3 separate regions of the Mus musculus genome follow, and regions 1 and 2 are each linked to region 3. The links are chromatin contacts, called in public Hi-C and promoter capture Hi-C maps. All regions are on one chromosome and are shown on one strand. Each heading gives the region's core, a stretch centred on a gene start, on an enhancer-like site or on the middle of the called end of the contact. The rest is flanking DNA. Distances are from core to core; before and after follow the strand shown. Region 1 overlaps Bcr (BCR activator of RhoGEF and GTPase). Region 2 holds the start of Adora2a (adenosine A2a receptor). Region 3 holds the start of Ggt5 (gamma-glutamyltransferase 5).

Region 1 (4,599 bases), core at 331-2,830, 420 kb after region 3:
ATTCTGTTGATACAAAATGTGGAGAATGGACACATCTCTAAGACAGAAGCTATTATCACCCAGATGGCTGTGTGGGAACCTGAGACATAACCCAAACAGGAGGATGGTACAAGAGGAAAAAAAATGGGACAAGATGAGATTCTACAACTCAGTATAATGTTAATCCCCAGGAAAGAACAGGGCTACGAGAATTTGGCAGCCTAGAAAGTTTATGAATGGAAAGGAGAGAAGAGGGCATGGGAAATCTCTAATGGGTACAAGGCTCCAAGAGACCTAGGTTTACCGAGTATGTTGGTCTCCTTTGCAGAGTGGCCCTAGCTGAGGATGGTGCTTTCAGGATCCTGGCCCGGTCTTGACCATATGCAGTCAGGCTGCTGAATGGCTTCCTCTCAGTTCAAGCATCCCTGAATCCTGGCTAACTGCCGGCCTTGGGGTATGACCTGAAGATATACCTCGTGTTCCTTCATGTGAAGGTCTCCCTGTGCCCAAACTTGGCCCCTTCATCAGCGATATCTGAGGATGCCAGTGTGACCTTGCAGCATGATGACCCTGGCTTTTGGCACATCTGTAGTATCTTAAAGCCTGGGATAAAATGTCTTCATGTTATGGCACTCTTGGATCCTGGCACATAGGTTCTTCCTTATGAGGGCAACACAACAGGCTCTGGTGTATGATGGTTTGGTTTGCTTGGATGACCTATAGAAGCTTGGAAAGGACCAAGGTGCTGTGTACGAACTGCACGAGGGCTCATAGTCTTCTTGCTGGTGACTCTCTGAACAGTTGTCACCTTCCAGGTCAGCGCCATCACATCCCTTTCTGGCGTGTGGATTTAACGTGTCCTGGGTTCAGAAAGAGGGAACACTCTACTCTTTCTCTTGTGGAACCTCCGTTCTTCAGGAAGAGAAATGGGGACCGGATAAGTCAAGGTCATATAAAGAGTAAGGGCAGAATCCAAAAACTTGGGCTGTGGTTCTTGGACTAAGTATTCATTAATACCATTTATAGAGCAGAGAAGCGTACCGACTCAGGATCTTAACCTCAGAAGAGTCTGGCACTCTCAGTCTGAGGATGTGCGTGAATACTACCATCAGAGCCTCAGTGTCCATTCTGGCCCTTCTCTTGGGCCCTGCTGTTCTGCCTGAGTCTGGACTTCCACCTGTCTTCCCTCTGGTATTGAGGACTGCATCTTCTCTATCTCAGCATGCAGCTTTACCTCACAGGACGTCTCTCCACTTAGTTTCTGAGCCAGGGTTGCCATTCCTCACCAACTCCCAGCAGCAGGAAATAGACAGCTAGGCACCTATCCACAACGACACGCATGGAAGGTGTCGACATCATCGGGAAAGCCTGGCTCAGCCCTGGTTAAGCCGCAGATGGCTTTCTCAGCTATACCTAACCCATAAACAGTATCCACAGGTGAGAAGAAGCAAGAGGCGGGAGAACGGAGCCAGGCTGAGTGTCAGGCCGTAACACTGCCCCTCCTCCTGCTTCCTTCCTCCAGGGATCACACGGACAAGCCCTTGTTGCTGGGAGACAGGCCAGTCACTGTGTAGGCGAGTGTGAGTCATCTAGACCATTTTCAAGTGCTTGGGTTCCTTCCTGTGTAAAGAAGTTCCCGAGGCCAATCATCTCTCAGACCACGGTGATGACTGGGGGCTGGAGCAGGGGCCGACAGTCTCCAGTGCCTCTTCACTGACAATGATGGTGACAAAATAGTAACAGTAATAATAGCACCAAATGCTGACCAGGTCTGGGTGACACGTCACCAAGCTGCAGACGGATGTGTCTCTTGCTCCATCTGATATACGAGGACACATTGCTGGAAGGGTGAGGGGCTATGACTCACTTGGGTCACACAGGGCACAGCAGGGCTGGTGGGTGGACAGAGACTATCCTCTTTACTACCAGACTAGCCAGACTCTGAGCTTTGATCAACATGGCTTCACCCCTGCGCAAAAGCCCAATCTGAGTAAGAATTCTGTTCAATCAATTTTTCTAAGAACATATACTCTGTGTGTGTGTGTGTGTGTGTGTGTGTGTGTGTGTGTGTGTGTGTGTGTGTGTGTAGTGTATACGTGGGTATGCTGTATTTGGTGTGCGTGTATGTATACGTGTTTGAGGACACCAAGGCCGACCTCAGGAGTCATCTCTCAGATGCTATCTACCTTGTTTTTGTTGAGTCAGTTAGGGTCTCTCCCTGACTGGAACTTGTCAAGTAAGGTAGACTGGCTGGCCAGAGAACCCTAGGGATCTGTCTGCCTCAGTTTCCCCAGTGCTGGGATTGCATGTGGTTCATCACACTGGGCTCCTCTACTCCTGCCCCACACTTTTTTTTTTTAATGTGGATTCTGGAATTATCATTCAAGCCTCCATATCAACTAAGCTATCTCTCTATCTCCATCATCATCACCATCACCATCACCATCATCATCAGCGTTTATTATTATTATTATTATTATTTTGACAGTGCCTCACAGAGCCCAGGCTGGTCTCAAATAATTCACTATGTGGTTGTGACTAGCTGTGGATTTTTTATCTGTCTCTACCTCCAAAGTGCTGGATTACAGGTTTGCCCCCACCCCCATCTTTGACGTGTAGCTGGGTTCTTTGTCTCCAGGTAATGTCTGTTTACCTGACCTTCCTTCAGAAGAAAAATCCCATTGGGCTGGTCTAGCCAGAATCCTCCTCACTCCTGGCATTTCCTCTTAGTAATCTCCACTCACTGACCCTTACCCTGCTCCTTGGCTGTAAATTTCCATTTGCCTGCGCCTTACCTGGAGTGGAGCCCTGTCTATGCAACGGTGTCTCTTCCCTCTGGGAGGTATCCCTGAGTATATCTGTCTTTGCTACCTTCACTGCTTTCTGGCACTGGAAATTCTCTTCTCTTTGCTAGGCTGGCACAGGGTGCCTGAGTGCCTTGACGGAAAAGCAAAAGCACGAGGAGACATTTGTTCACAAGGCGGCATCGGAGCAAGGGGGTTTCAAAGAAGTTTGGTTTGATAAGCTAGCTTTGTTCACTTCCCACCGAGACCCCTAGCTATCTAGTGGTAGGACTTAGAGGCCCTGGTTCAAATCCAACCATTCACAAGAGTCGAGGAGAAAATTCAAGGCATTTAAGCCAACAACTGCTGGGACCTGAATTTCTCTTTGCTAACTTGATAAACCCATAAAGGGGCCAGGCACCCAGTCTGTTGGCATTCTTGGGATCACCTTTGTATAGAAGTTAGCCCTGATTCTTCCTCCAGCCCCATGCTCTCAGAAATAAGACTCAGACTCAAAAATATATTTACCTTGGCCTCATTGGATGTGACTTAAGATATCCCATTTTTCCTAACCTATGTGTTGCCACACAGCTGGTTTCCTGTGCTCAGGTTCCATGCATCTAGCTCATCGCATCTTGCTGGAGAATCTCCTTCGCTCCCAGAGCTCTCTCTCCTCTTGATGTTCCACCTTCTATGTCCTGTCTAAGCCATAGGCCACAGGCTTCAGCCGTACAATACACAAGATGTTCTCTCTACACCCTTGAGTGAGCTGGGTAGTTGAAGCTTCAAGAAGGTACCAGGGCCTGGGATGTGTATGATGTTAGAATGCTAACTCTGGGGGACCTGTGCGTATGATGTTCAGGACAGCAGCTGGAAACTGGGCCTATACCCCAGACAAAAAATGAGTAGGCTCTGGGACTCCTGCTTTTCCAAAGGGAAATGGTTTTATAAACAATTTTAGCCCAGGGCACCACCTAACCATATGCCTGTGGGCTGTAAAAGCTCACATAGGGAAACTATGGTATCAGCTGCAAGTACAAGTTTGACAGACAAAAAAAAAAATCAATCTCTGGGAACAAGAAAGGATATAACAGACAGAGAAAGGAAGGAACCATGACAGGGCTGGCTATCCACTCCATCCCAAGAGTTAGGCCGTTTCATCAGCCTCATGTGGGAGAGGCCATGGAGCATCCAGATGGGATGGGGTGGGGTGGGGCAGACTCACCTGGACCTGGCCTTTCCCCATGAGCTTGTCTGCGCTCTCACCATCTTCCTTCGTCATCTTCATTTTGTTGTAACACTTTTCATAACATAGTATCCGCAGGGTCTGGGAGCCTTCTAGCTCTATCTCAAACTCCTGTGGTTCCCCAAAAGAAAGAAAGTTACCTGAGAACAAACAGGTCCAACCAAGTTTGCGGCAGTTCAAGGTCATGTCTGAACCACTGCCTGACAACAAATGGTACCCCTCATTTGGTCCTGGCATCCGTGTGGGCATCCCAGTCACTACACTGTGGGTCTCTGGGTTTCTGGAAGCTTTCAAACCCTCTCAAACCTATTTCAAACTTGGTGCACCAGCACCTAACTCCACAGGATAGTCTTGATGCCAACAGCTCTGGTAATTATTAGAGATCGATATTTGATAAGTCTGGATGGCTTTACTATAATAGAAGACACAGTCACTATTTATTTGTAAAAATTAACAGAGTATACGTCTCACACCAACGGCAGCCTCTAGGTGACGTGGGATTGATTGACATAGGCAAATTACATCATACGAGATTTTAACAGTGGGGAATACATGTGAGTTCCTGCCCTTTCTCTTAATTCTGCTGTGAAC
Region 2 (4,895 bases), core at 406-2,905, 270 kb after region 3:
CACGGTTTGTCTCGTACTACTTGTGTGGGCTGACCTTAGCCTAACTTCAAGCCATGAGCAGGAAGGCTAGCCCAGCCCAGAACAGTCATGGTCAGCCTCTAAGGGAATGCGCACTGGCTAGGGGTTGCTCAAGAGACACTAGAACTTGAGAGAACCTGGGAAGTCCCAGAATGCAAGGGCTGAGCTTTGAGATCTTGATACCATACTCAGGGACCCACCGATCTTTGAGCAGCGACTACAAAACCAAACAGGCAGAGCCTTCCTAACTCCCTGTCCCAGAAAAGCTCTCCATCATCGTCTTAAGGGTCCTGGCACCTAGGACATCCTTGGTTGGTTGTGAGCAACCTCCTGAAAGCCCACGAGGTCTGGGAGTAGAGGAGGAGCTGGGCAGTAGAGGCAGAGATCGGGCAACCAGCACAGAGTCCCAGGTAGAAGGACAGAGAACAGGCTCTCATCTCAGGGAGGCAAAGTGCAGTCTATGGTTGGGTAAGGAGAGGGATTCAAATCCCTCCTGAGCCATTCTGGGGAGAAGGAGTCCTGGCGATTGTCTGGCTGCTGCATCTGTCTCTCTGGTCCACTGTGAATTCCTGCTCCTCCCATTACATGGGCGGGCAAGATTAGTCTAAAGGTTCCAAAGGCAGTGCCCATCCTCTGCCAAACCCTTGAGAGTTGTTACCGTTCCCGCCATTTGCACCCCTGCTTTGGGCACCCCCAGGCACCCACCCTGTTGTCCACTGGACTCTCCGCAGTGCCCTAAGTTCCCGCCACCACAGTCAACAGGATGCTCCCCTCCCCCGGGTTCCAAACTCCCCTGCTCTTGCCGTGCCTTCCCCGAAGCAGCCGGTGCCCGCTTGAACCCCCAACCCGAGAGTCTGACCCGCCTACCTCCGGCCGCGCCTCGACGTCCGCAGCCTAGCTTTGGTAGGGACGCGCCCTAAAGGGACTTGTGTGCTTGCAGGTTCAGTCCCCTCCGCGCGGCGACAAATCGACGGCTGTAGCAGCTCGTGTCGCCGGCGGGTCTAGACGACTGTAAGGCATCCCGCTACCCTGCCTTACTCGAGCCCCTTCCTCCCTAGCTGCCCTTGAGCACTTTCCGGTCGCCGAGGACCGCCCCGATGGCACCACACTTGAGATGTGACCGCGCCGAGGACCCGGGCTGCTACCGCTCCCGAAGTGGCCAGGGCAGGCTCGGACCTCGGCACCCGCGAACTCCCCTCCCGACAGCAGGAAGGAAGAAGGGTCGGAGGGAGCGGCGGGCGCTCCGAGGGGCGGGAGGACCCTGGTTCGCTCAGACCTCCAGGCTCCGCAGCCTCCGACGGCCACAACCGCCAAGATGCCCACCCGAAAACCCCCAGGGTCCCCGGGACCCAGGACCCCCGCTGACCTGCCTCTTGCTCTGGCTCCCACCGTCTCAGCGACCGCTCGGGCTCCAGCTCCGGCCGCGCCGCTCATGGGCGCACCCTGCAGGCGACTTCGAAACCAGCGCTGCTCCCGCCCCGCCCCGCTGCTGGGGGAAACCGAGGCCTCGAGGCGGGAACCAGGGGAAACTGTCTCTGGAAGGGCGAGGTGGTGATGGGTCCGGCAGCAAAGCACCCTTCGCCCCAACGTGGGCGCTTCAGGTCCACGCGTCCTGACCGCCTCCTCCAGCGCCACTCCCACCCCCACCCGAGTGCCCCCACCCATGAAGCCTTGGCGCCCCACCCCTCTCCGGTGGCTCCTCCACAAGGCATTAGGCTGTCTATGCCACTCTGGTCCTCCCAGTTTTGCCCTTTATCGGAGCTAAGCTGCCCTGATGCTGTTATGACCCAAGCTGCTTCACACCCGACCCTAGGCCGGGGCTGGGGGCGGAGGGGGGTTGGTCCTTTACAGTTCTTACATCTCTGATGCCTGTGAACCGTGACTCCTCCCCCACATCTTTACTTCTCTGAACTACTGAGCAAGGAGGGAGTGCATCTGCACCACAGCCTAACTAGGACTCTCAGACTTCTGGGCTGGGAATCTCCTCCTCTCACGACTGGAGGCAGCTGGACCCAAAGTGGAATCTTGTCTTTCTGGAAGGATTTGCAAATCTCAATCTGTTCACAACAGGGCAAGCCCTTCACACAAGGCCACAGCCTTTCTGGAACCTTGTCTTCTAGAACCTTTGCAACCCACAGGCTGTCTGGTTAGAGGAAAGTATGAGGGGAGGCTTGCTGAGAGCCAGGCTAGACCCCCGGGGGGCTGCAGTCAGGATGGGAAGGAATATCTCTTCAGAAGTAGGCACATAGTGAGTGCAGGTGCCAATGTCTGCCTTTGAAATGGTGATTGTCATCTACCAGGACTTGACTTGGACGCCCCCCACCCCATCTCTCAGGCTCATTCTTCCAAAGTCTGACCTTTTATTTCCATTTGATGAGCCCACCCTCGCAGTGTTACAGCATCTGTGGGGTAGAGGGTGTGCCTGTGTCTACAGATCTGGTTAGAGTAGGGACCTTCGTGCAATTTGCTTTAAACCTGAGATCCTCTGGAGGGAGCACAGAAGACTGGAGCACTGCCATCTCAGCTTCAGTTAAGAAGCCTAAAACCATCACCAAGCAGGACCAGTGCCAAGGGCTGCCCTGACACTGGCGTGCGTCGCCATGTGCCTTGCAGGGGTAAGGATGAGACACGATCAAGCTAGGGTCTATTCTCAAACTGGACTCTGCGTGTTTGTTCCTGAGTTCTCTTGGGGGAGCAATACTATCCTGCCCATTCCTGTCAAGACTCGTGTCCTGGGATGACTATCTTAAAAATGCCCCATTGAAGGGGATATGGGGACTCATGAAGTAGAGACCAACTCTTGGCCAGTTCTGGGGATCCCTCCTCTCTCTCAACCATTCCAATTCCAGGGCCCAGCACCTTTCTCCAGGGGGACCCTCCTAGAGCAGTGGTTCTCAACCTGTGAGTCACAATCCCTTTGGCAAACCTGTATCTCCAAAAATACTTATATTATGATTTATACTAGCAGGAAATTACTGTTACAAAGCAGGGAAGAAAGAGAGAGAGGGAGAGAGGGAGAGAGGAAAAGGGAGAGAGGGAGAGGGAGGGAGGGAGAGAGAGAGAGAGAGAGAGAGAGAGAGAGAGAAGAGAATTTTGTGGTTGGGTGTCACTACAACACGAGGAACTCTATTAAATGTTTGCAGCATTAGGAAGTTTGAGAAGCACGGGGCCAGAGGGTGATGCCTGGCCCACGGAGTAAGGCCTCCTTTCCAATACTGGTCCTCAGGAAAACAAAGCCAGTGGCCAGTTCACCCTTAGGTTCTGATGGGTACCATCTCACCACAGAAACTGTGTCCTATGGCCGTGACAGTCAAAGCCTGCTTGGCTTCAGCTCCATGTCATGACACTGTGTAGAGCCACAAGAAGATGGCTCAGGCTTTCCAAGCCAATAAAAGTTCACATTGGTCTTGGCCTGACTCCCTCCCCAGTTATATGTGTTGAGACCAAACAGGAACCGCCCTGCCCCTTGACAGTACATGTAGCCCCCAGAAGCCTGGTTTCTAGCTCTGGGTTTTGGTTTGTCAGTATAGCCTCAAGGCAGTCCCTGAAGGTTACAGCTGCCCACCCTTCTGTATGTCCAGGTCCCAACTCCTCAGCCCTAATCATGGGGCCAGCTGGGCTCTGTCAAGTTCCAGAATTCCACTCTCAGACTACTCCCCCACCCTACCCTCAGCCCTTTGTTCCTGCCCAGGATGCACCTGTGTGGCCTCTGGCCCTCATTGTTTGCTCTAGGGCCAGCTGAGCCACATCAGGGAACAAGACACGACAAGACTAGGACCATAGACCTAGTGGGCCCTGGGCCAAGTCCCCCAAGAACCTCAGGCCACCCCAAGTGTTCAGTCTTCTTCCTGTGAGCAAGAGGCTTATGTTCACCCTCAGAGGGACACCCTGAAAGGGCAAAATAACACCAGAGGAAGCAGCCAAGTCCAACGTATGGCTCCTAGGGGCTGTATGCACGAATCCAAGGCACGGCAGACAGGAGGGCAGGCCCTCCCAACCTGTAGCCTTATGGGAACTCCATCCTACACCTCTTACCAGTGAGAGAAGCTGGCCAGTAGTCAGCCTTGGAGCTATATCTGATGTGGTACTGTAGACAGAAAAACAGCTGAGGTGTGTGCAGCTGTCTTGCTTGGCCCCATGATGGAATGTGACAGCACTCCGTAGCTCCTAACAAGGCTTTGCCACTTACCACCCCCAAGGATGGTCTTGAACTCCTCCTTGTGCTCCCCATACCCCCAGTCCTGGGACCCAGTACGCCTCCTCCACATGACAGGATGCCTGGCAGTGGGGTTCTGCAGAGGTCACAACAGTTCCAGCATATCCCAAATGTTGGGGTCCACCTTGAGGACGACCTTGGGGGTCCAGCCCATGCAAGAACTGCATGCGGAGCACAGCTACTCGCAGTCATCCTGAGATCTTGTTCTCCCTCTTTATAGGACTCAGCTCCCAAATGGCAGAGACCCTGCTGTCCCTCCTCACACAGGACAAGGTAGACGCTCTCTAGGAATGTTTGTGACAAAGACCAGTCCTCCCAGGCTGATTTGTGTAAACCGAGCGCCTCTGATCCACCCTCATGCCAATCCATCCCCTGGAAGTGTGGCCTCCTCCTCTCTATCCCCACGTGGCCTGCTGGGGGATCCAACCTGCTGCTGTCAGACTTTTACCAGAACAGAGTCACAGCAGCCTGGGACTCCCCCTCACATGGCTGCCTCGCACTGAGACCATTCACATCTGACCACTTCCCACTGGAGGGATACAAATACAGCCCCCACCTCAGCAACACCCCCCCCCCCGCCCGAGACTTGGGGAAGTGCTACCCTTGTCAGGACAGAGCAAGAGCTGGCTGCTGGGTGCCCTGATTCCCAGAGGCTATAGGT
Region 3 (4,959 bases), core at 656-3,155:
GGTTGCGGGCTACTGTGAGCGAGGGAGGTGGAAGAGAATGGGTAGACAGATGGAATAAGGGAGGCGGGAAGGAAGGCAGGACAAACAGAAGGAAGGACAGAAGGAAGGAAAGACAGACAGAAGGAAGGACAGACAGAAGGAAGGAAGGATGGACAGAAGGAAGGAAGGATAGACAGAAGGAAGGATGGAAGGAAAAACAGATGAACAGACAGACAGAAAGAAGGATGGACAGAAGGAAGGAAGGAAGGAAGGAAGGACAGATGGTTTGAAGGACAAACAGACAAAGGACAGATGGAAGGATGGACAGAAGGAAGAAAGGATGTAAGGAAGGAAGAAGGAAGGACAGACAGACAGAAGGTACATTCAATAACAGTCAAAAAAAAGCATAACAGCATGGTATTTTGGGCCAGGACCACCACTCTGCCTGCTGCAGGACCCAGCCTTGGGTTTACAAAGCACTTGAACCCTGACAGTGGGCTACCAGGCAGATATTCTGGGAAGGAGACCCAGATGACCAGAAAAAAGGAGAGGCTTGTCCAGGTTTCAGGGCCCCAGTGGGAGGCAGGGGACCAGGAGTGACTTCTTGCCTCAGGGTAATCCTGTGGCAGCATGGTGGGTAGCATAGGCTTCCCATGGGCTGGGTTTCCTGGAAGGTCAGGAAACAACCACTGTAGCTTCTCTCTGCCTCTCTCTCTGCCTCTCTCTCTGTCTGTCTCTCTGCCTCTCTCTCTGCCTCTCTCTCTGCCTCTCTCTCTGTCTGTCTCTCTGTCTATCTCTCTGTCTGTCTCTCTCTCCCCACTCTTCCTCTCTCTGTCTCTCTGTCTCTGTCTCTCTGTCTCTGCCTCTCTTTCTCTCTGTGTCTGTGTCTGTCTCTGTCTGTCTCTCTCCCTCCTTCCCAGCCTCCACATCAGTCACTCCACTCACCAAGGCCAGACCCTGCCACAGAGAGGGAGGTCCTGACAGCTGTAACGTGCTTTCTTATACTGGCCCTGGGACCTCCCTCTCTCTGTGGCAGGGCAGACCAATGTATGGAACCCTGAAGCCCGTTGCCCAGGTTTCTGAAAAAGGTCCAGTCTTGGTCAGAACCAGCAGGCACAAAGTCACAGGTCTCATCCAGTCTGCCTTTCCAACCAGCACTGTATAGCCGATCTTCAATAATAGACTCACACCATCTTTGCAATGCTGTCCAGAGTCCCCATCTTCCCTATGGACACACATACACCATTCTGTGCAAGGGCCCTGGGACTGTTGTAGGAAGCCAAACCACACATGGCCTTTACCCCACCGCAAGCACAGCCGGCACTCGCGTGTCCCTCTTCACACCCCCACCACAGTTACACAGTCTCCAGGCACAACCCGCTAGCTGCCAAGGGCCACTGAGCTCACACCCACTTTTTACTCACCGTCCAATATCCGAGCAGATCTTGGAGTCAGCCGCTACCGCAGCACGCGTGAAGGCACCGGGACCACAAGAGGCTTGACGAGGAGAAAGGACCGCAGCCAACACAACGATAACCAGACCTAGACCTACACCCAGCAGGACCAGGCAGACCGTGGCCCTGTGACCCCAAGCCATGGCTCAGTGGCCCAGGGACAGAGAGGGAGGCAACTGGACACACAGGGCAGTGGACAGACAGAGACAGACAAACTGACTGACAAACTGAAGGGAAAAGAAGCTACACAGGGTGATCTCAGGCTATTGGACAGAGGGGAAAGATCGATGGGTCAAGACAGACAGCCACACAGGCCAGACAACTGGACAGAAAGGATGACGGACAGCCTTACAGATAGGTGGCCAGGCAGGTTACAGAGGAGAAACAGGAAGCCAGCCAGCCTGGGTTTATGGATAGACAGACGGCAGGCTGTGGCCAGGCTGCTGCTACACTCTCCTCCAGAGGCAGAACTAGCCACAGGTCTGAACTTGCAGTTTTCAGCTCCCGAGGCTCAACCCTGGAGGCAAGCCAGGCATCTACAGGGAGTTTTTTTTTTCTTGAGAAGAGCCAGCTGCCGCTGTTAACTCTTCCATCGCCAGTTGATCCCATGGCCTGCCCTGCTGCCCCAACACCACCCAAAGACTCCTCAGTCCCAGTGCCATTGGAAATGTGATGCTTGATGCACCCAGGGGAACTGGGACATGGAACTCAGGGAACCTCTCTCACTGTTTTCCTGCCTCCCAACAGCTCAGGGTCAGGGTGTCTCCTGCAGGGTGAAACTCCATTCCCCAGCTTCCACTCCCAACTGGTTCCACCCAGGCAGCCTCTCAATGCAATCACCCAGCTGGTACAGAGATGGGGCTGAAGGTAGACCAAGGTAGCCACTCAGGACCGTGCTGTTTTAATTTTTAAAATTTTTATAGAAATGAATCTTTTAAAATATTTTAAAGATTTATTTATTTATTTATTTATTTATTTATTTATTATATGTAAGTACACTGTAGCTGTCTTCAGACACACCAGAAGAGGGCATCAGATCTCATTACAGATGGTTGTGAGCCACCATGTGGTTGCTGGGATTTAGAGTCAGGACCTCAGGAAGAGCAGTCAGTGCTTTTAACTGCTGAGCCAGCTCTCCAGCCTCGTCGGGACCGTTTTATTACAGCCTGGCACAGCCTCATCCAAACATCTGAGCATGGGGTGGGAAGGGAGTGGGCAGGCAGGCCAGATGTCCAGTGCCCTGACACCCAGTGCTGCTGACACACAGTGCTGGGACATAGTGACCCATAAACTCAACCTTAGACCTCTAAAGGACGAGGCTGCCCTGCTCAAGTGCCCTCCCTTTTTCTGCAGCTCAGAGGCCCACTTGCTGAGTCCAGAAGAACTCAGGGCTATTTCTGTGCTGGTGAGCCTCCTCCTCTGGGAGCCTGGCTTGGGTCCTATCTTTCCATGATCTCAGGATGTTCCAGTGGGAGGCAGCTGGAGCAGTGAGGACCCACCAATGTGCTCTCGTGATCAGAATTAATACATGTGCAGGGCAGAAGAGCTCTTGGTTTCAGGCCTTCCCATCATTCCTCACTCTCTTTCCACTGAGCATGCCCCCCGCCCCCATCTTCGTACCCCCCGGCTTGGCAATGCCAAAAAAAAAAAAAAAAAAAAAAAAAAGAGGCCCAGAGAGGGAATGCCCGCACTGGCCACCCATCCTGTTAAGTGTCACACCCAGAGTCCCTGCTAAGCCTGGACAAGGGAGGCTGTTTCCTGTAAGCCTGTTCCCACATCTTCCTAGAGGAAGAGGGGAGTGTCTGTGGGAGTCTTCCCCATCCCAGTTGTCCCCAACACTACAATGTCATGTCATTGCTCAACCAGGAACCAAAGCACATTCTTGAATGTAGGCCAGTCCACTCACGGGCCACTGTCCCCTAAGGCCAAAGCAGTATGGGGGGAACAAGCAGACACAAGGGTAGGTTATCTTCCCCTCCTGGTCCCTGGCTGGGACATCCTGGTCAGGCGCAGACCAGAGTTCAGAGGCAGTTCTACGGATTCTCAAGGCTTGCTATCATACTGGACTTGGCTGGGAAGGCCAGGTCTGGTGGCTCCAAAGGCCCTTATCCAGGAAGTAACATGGAAAGGCACTAGAAAGGGGATGGTCACTCAAGTCCCCAAGTCTCCAAAGAAGCTCTGGGCTATACGCAGTGGGTCTGGGAGAGCGCGGTACACTTCAAGCACCCTGGGTCCATGGAAATCTCCGGCCAGTCCAGTGGGGCATGAAACACTGATATACCATATCTTAATATATTGGCCTAGGGAATCCTGCCTTCTCCCCTTCAAATATGGATTGAGGAATGGCTGGCACCCCCCCCTTCAGCCCAGCTTCTGTGTTCCCCAAGGAGCCCCAGAGATAGAGAGCTTTAGAGCTCAGACATGGAGCACACCTACAGGAAAACCCTGCTTTCCCATGGGCAGGTTGGAAACACCAGGACTTCTAGCCTCCTGGGACCCTCCTCCAGCCACTGGGTCCCTTCCCTCAGGGACCCCCAACTTGTGCTCACTTTAAGGGGCAATATTTAGCTCCTAGGCTGTGACTACCCCGGTGGCTCACTTCTACATTGTCTCCAAGTGTCTCTTTACCTCGTGGTCACAGCTGTGAGTTCTATAGACCTTGACACAGCATGAGGGGCTGCCCTTAAAGAGTGTGTTGGCTAGTTTTATATCAACTTGACACAAACTAGAGTCATCAGAGAGGGAGCCTCAACTGAGAAAATACCTCCATAAGATCTAGCTGTGGGCAAGCCTGCAGGACAGTTTTTAAATTAGTGATGGATGGAGGAGGGTTTAGCCTATTGTGGGTGGCGCCATCCCTGGGCTGAAGGTCCTGGGTTCTATAAGAAAGAAGGCTGAACAAGCCATGAGGAGCAAGTCGCACTCTTCCATGGCCCCTGTATTGGCTCCTGTCTCCAGGTTCCTGGCCCGTCTGAGTGCCTGTCCTTACCTTTCATGGTCAACTGTGATGTGGAAATGTAAGCCAAATAAACCCTTTCCTCTCCAAGCTGCTTTGGTCATGGTCTTTCATTGCAGCAATAGAAACCCTGACTAACACAAGGAGGGATGTATCTAATGGTGCTCTTCTGGGCTCATCCATTGTGAGCTGTGTTCCCCTTGTGGATCTGTGGGTTTTCTATAGCTGGCGGACCTGCTGGGACTGTCTGTTTGTTTGAGAACTGGGCCTCTTGCAAGACAAGCTTGGCTTTCACTCTGGGTTTGTGCTTGGAAAGTGACCTCAAGTATGGCCTTAGCCAAATTGCCTTGTTTTTGTCTCTAGTCTACTCTCCTTCAGTTTTACCCCCTAAGTGCGGGCCAATGAGAGCCCACATCTGTCCTAGAAGCATTCTCCACCCACAGCTACAGTGTCATTGCTTTGTTCCAGTTAATGGCAAGGTCGGGGCGCCCTCTAGTGGCTGATATTGCAAGTGTCACTGCTTAGGACAATTTAGGTGTTCTGTTTACCCCATCCCCCTAACTCTCAGGC

What was found. A called contact is a pair of places that touch in the nucleus more often than the background predicts. Capture Hi-C pulls out chosen DNA fragments and counts their contacts.
Region 1: a contact with region 3 is called in a Hi-C map of the N1E-115 cell line, with 3 times the contacts expected there. The contact joins the enhancer-like site here to the promoter of Ggt5 in region 3. A contact is called at or near these places in 2 of 39 promoter capture datasets (the C10 cell line and pre-B cells), 2 of 484 Hi-C or Micro-C datasets (B cells and the N1E-115 cell line) and 1 of 9 other capture datasets (liver).
Region 2: a promoter capture Hi-C map of adipose tissue shows a contact between it and region 3. The contact joins the promoter of Adora2a here to the promoter of Ggt5 in region 3. A contact is called at or near these places in 1 of 39 promoter capture datasets (the C10 cell line), 1 of 115 datasets of contacts at active chromatin or transcription factors (memory CD8 T cells) and 1 of 9 other capture datasets (adipose tissue).

Annotation. Positions count from the first base shown.
Region 1 is chr10:75,167,627-75,172,225 of GRCm38.p6, reverse strand. It overlaps Bcr (BCR activator of RhoGEF and GTPase), which reads right to left. Exons shown (of 23, transcript NM_001081412.2): 16 at 3,988-4,119. Among named protein-coding and RNA genes, the nearest start is that of Specc1l, 42 kb to the left of the region's middle. Within about 2 kb of position 1,580, at least 154 of the 459 cell types and tissues checked have an H3K27ac peak or open chromatin away from gene starts, as enhancers often do. A contact at or near this core is called in the N1E-115 cell line, where this site is marked.
Region 2 is chr10:75,313,637-75,318,531 of GRCm38.p6, reverse strand. It overlaps Adora2a (adenosine A2a receptor), which reads right to left and starts at 1,655. Exons shown (of 3, transcript NM_009630.3): 1 at 1,385-1,655.
Region 3 is chr10:75,586,327-75,591,285 of GRCm38.p6, reverse strand. It overlaps Ggt5 (gamma-glutamyltransferase 5), which reads right to left and starts at 1,905. Exons shown (of 12, transcript NM_011820.5): 1 at 1,404-1,905. The coding sequence starts at 1,576.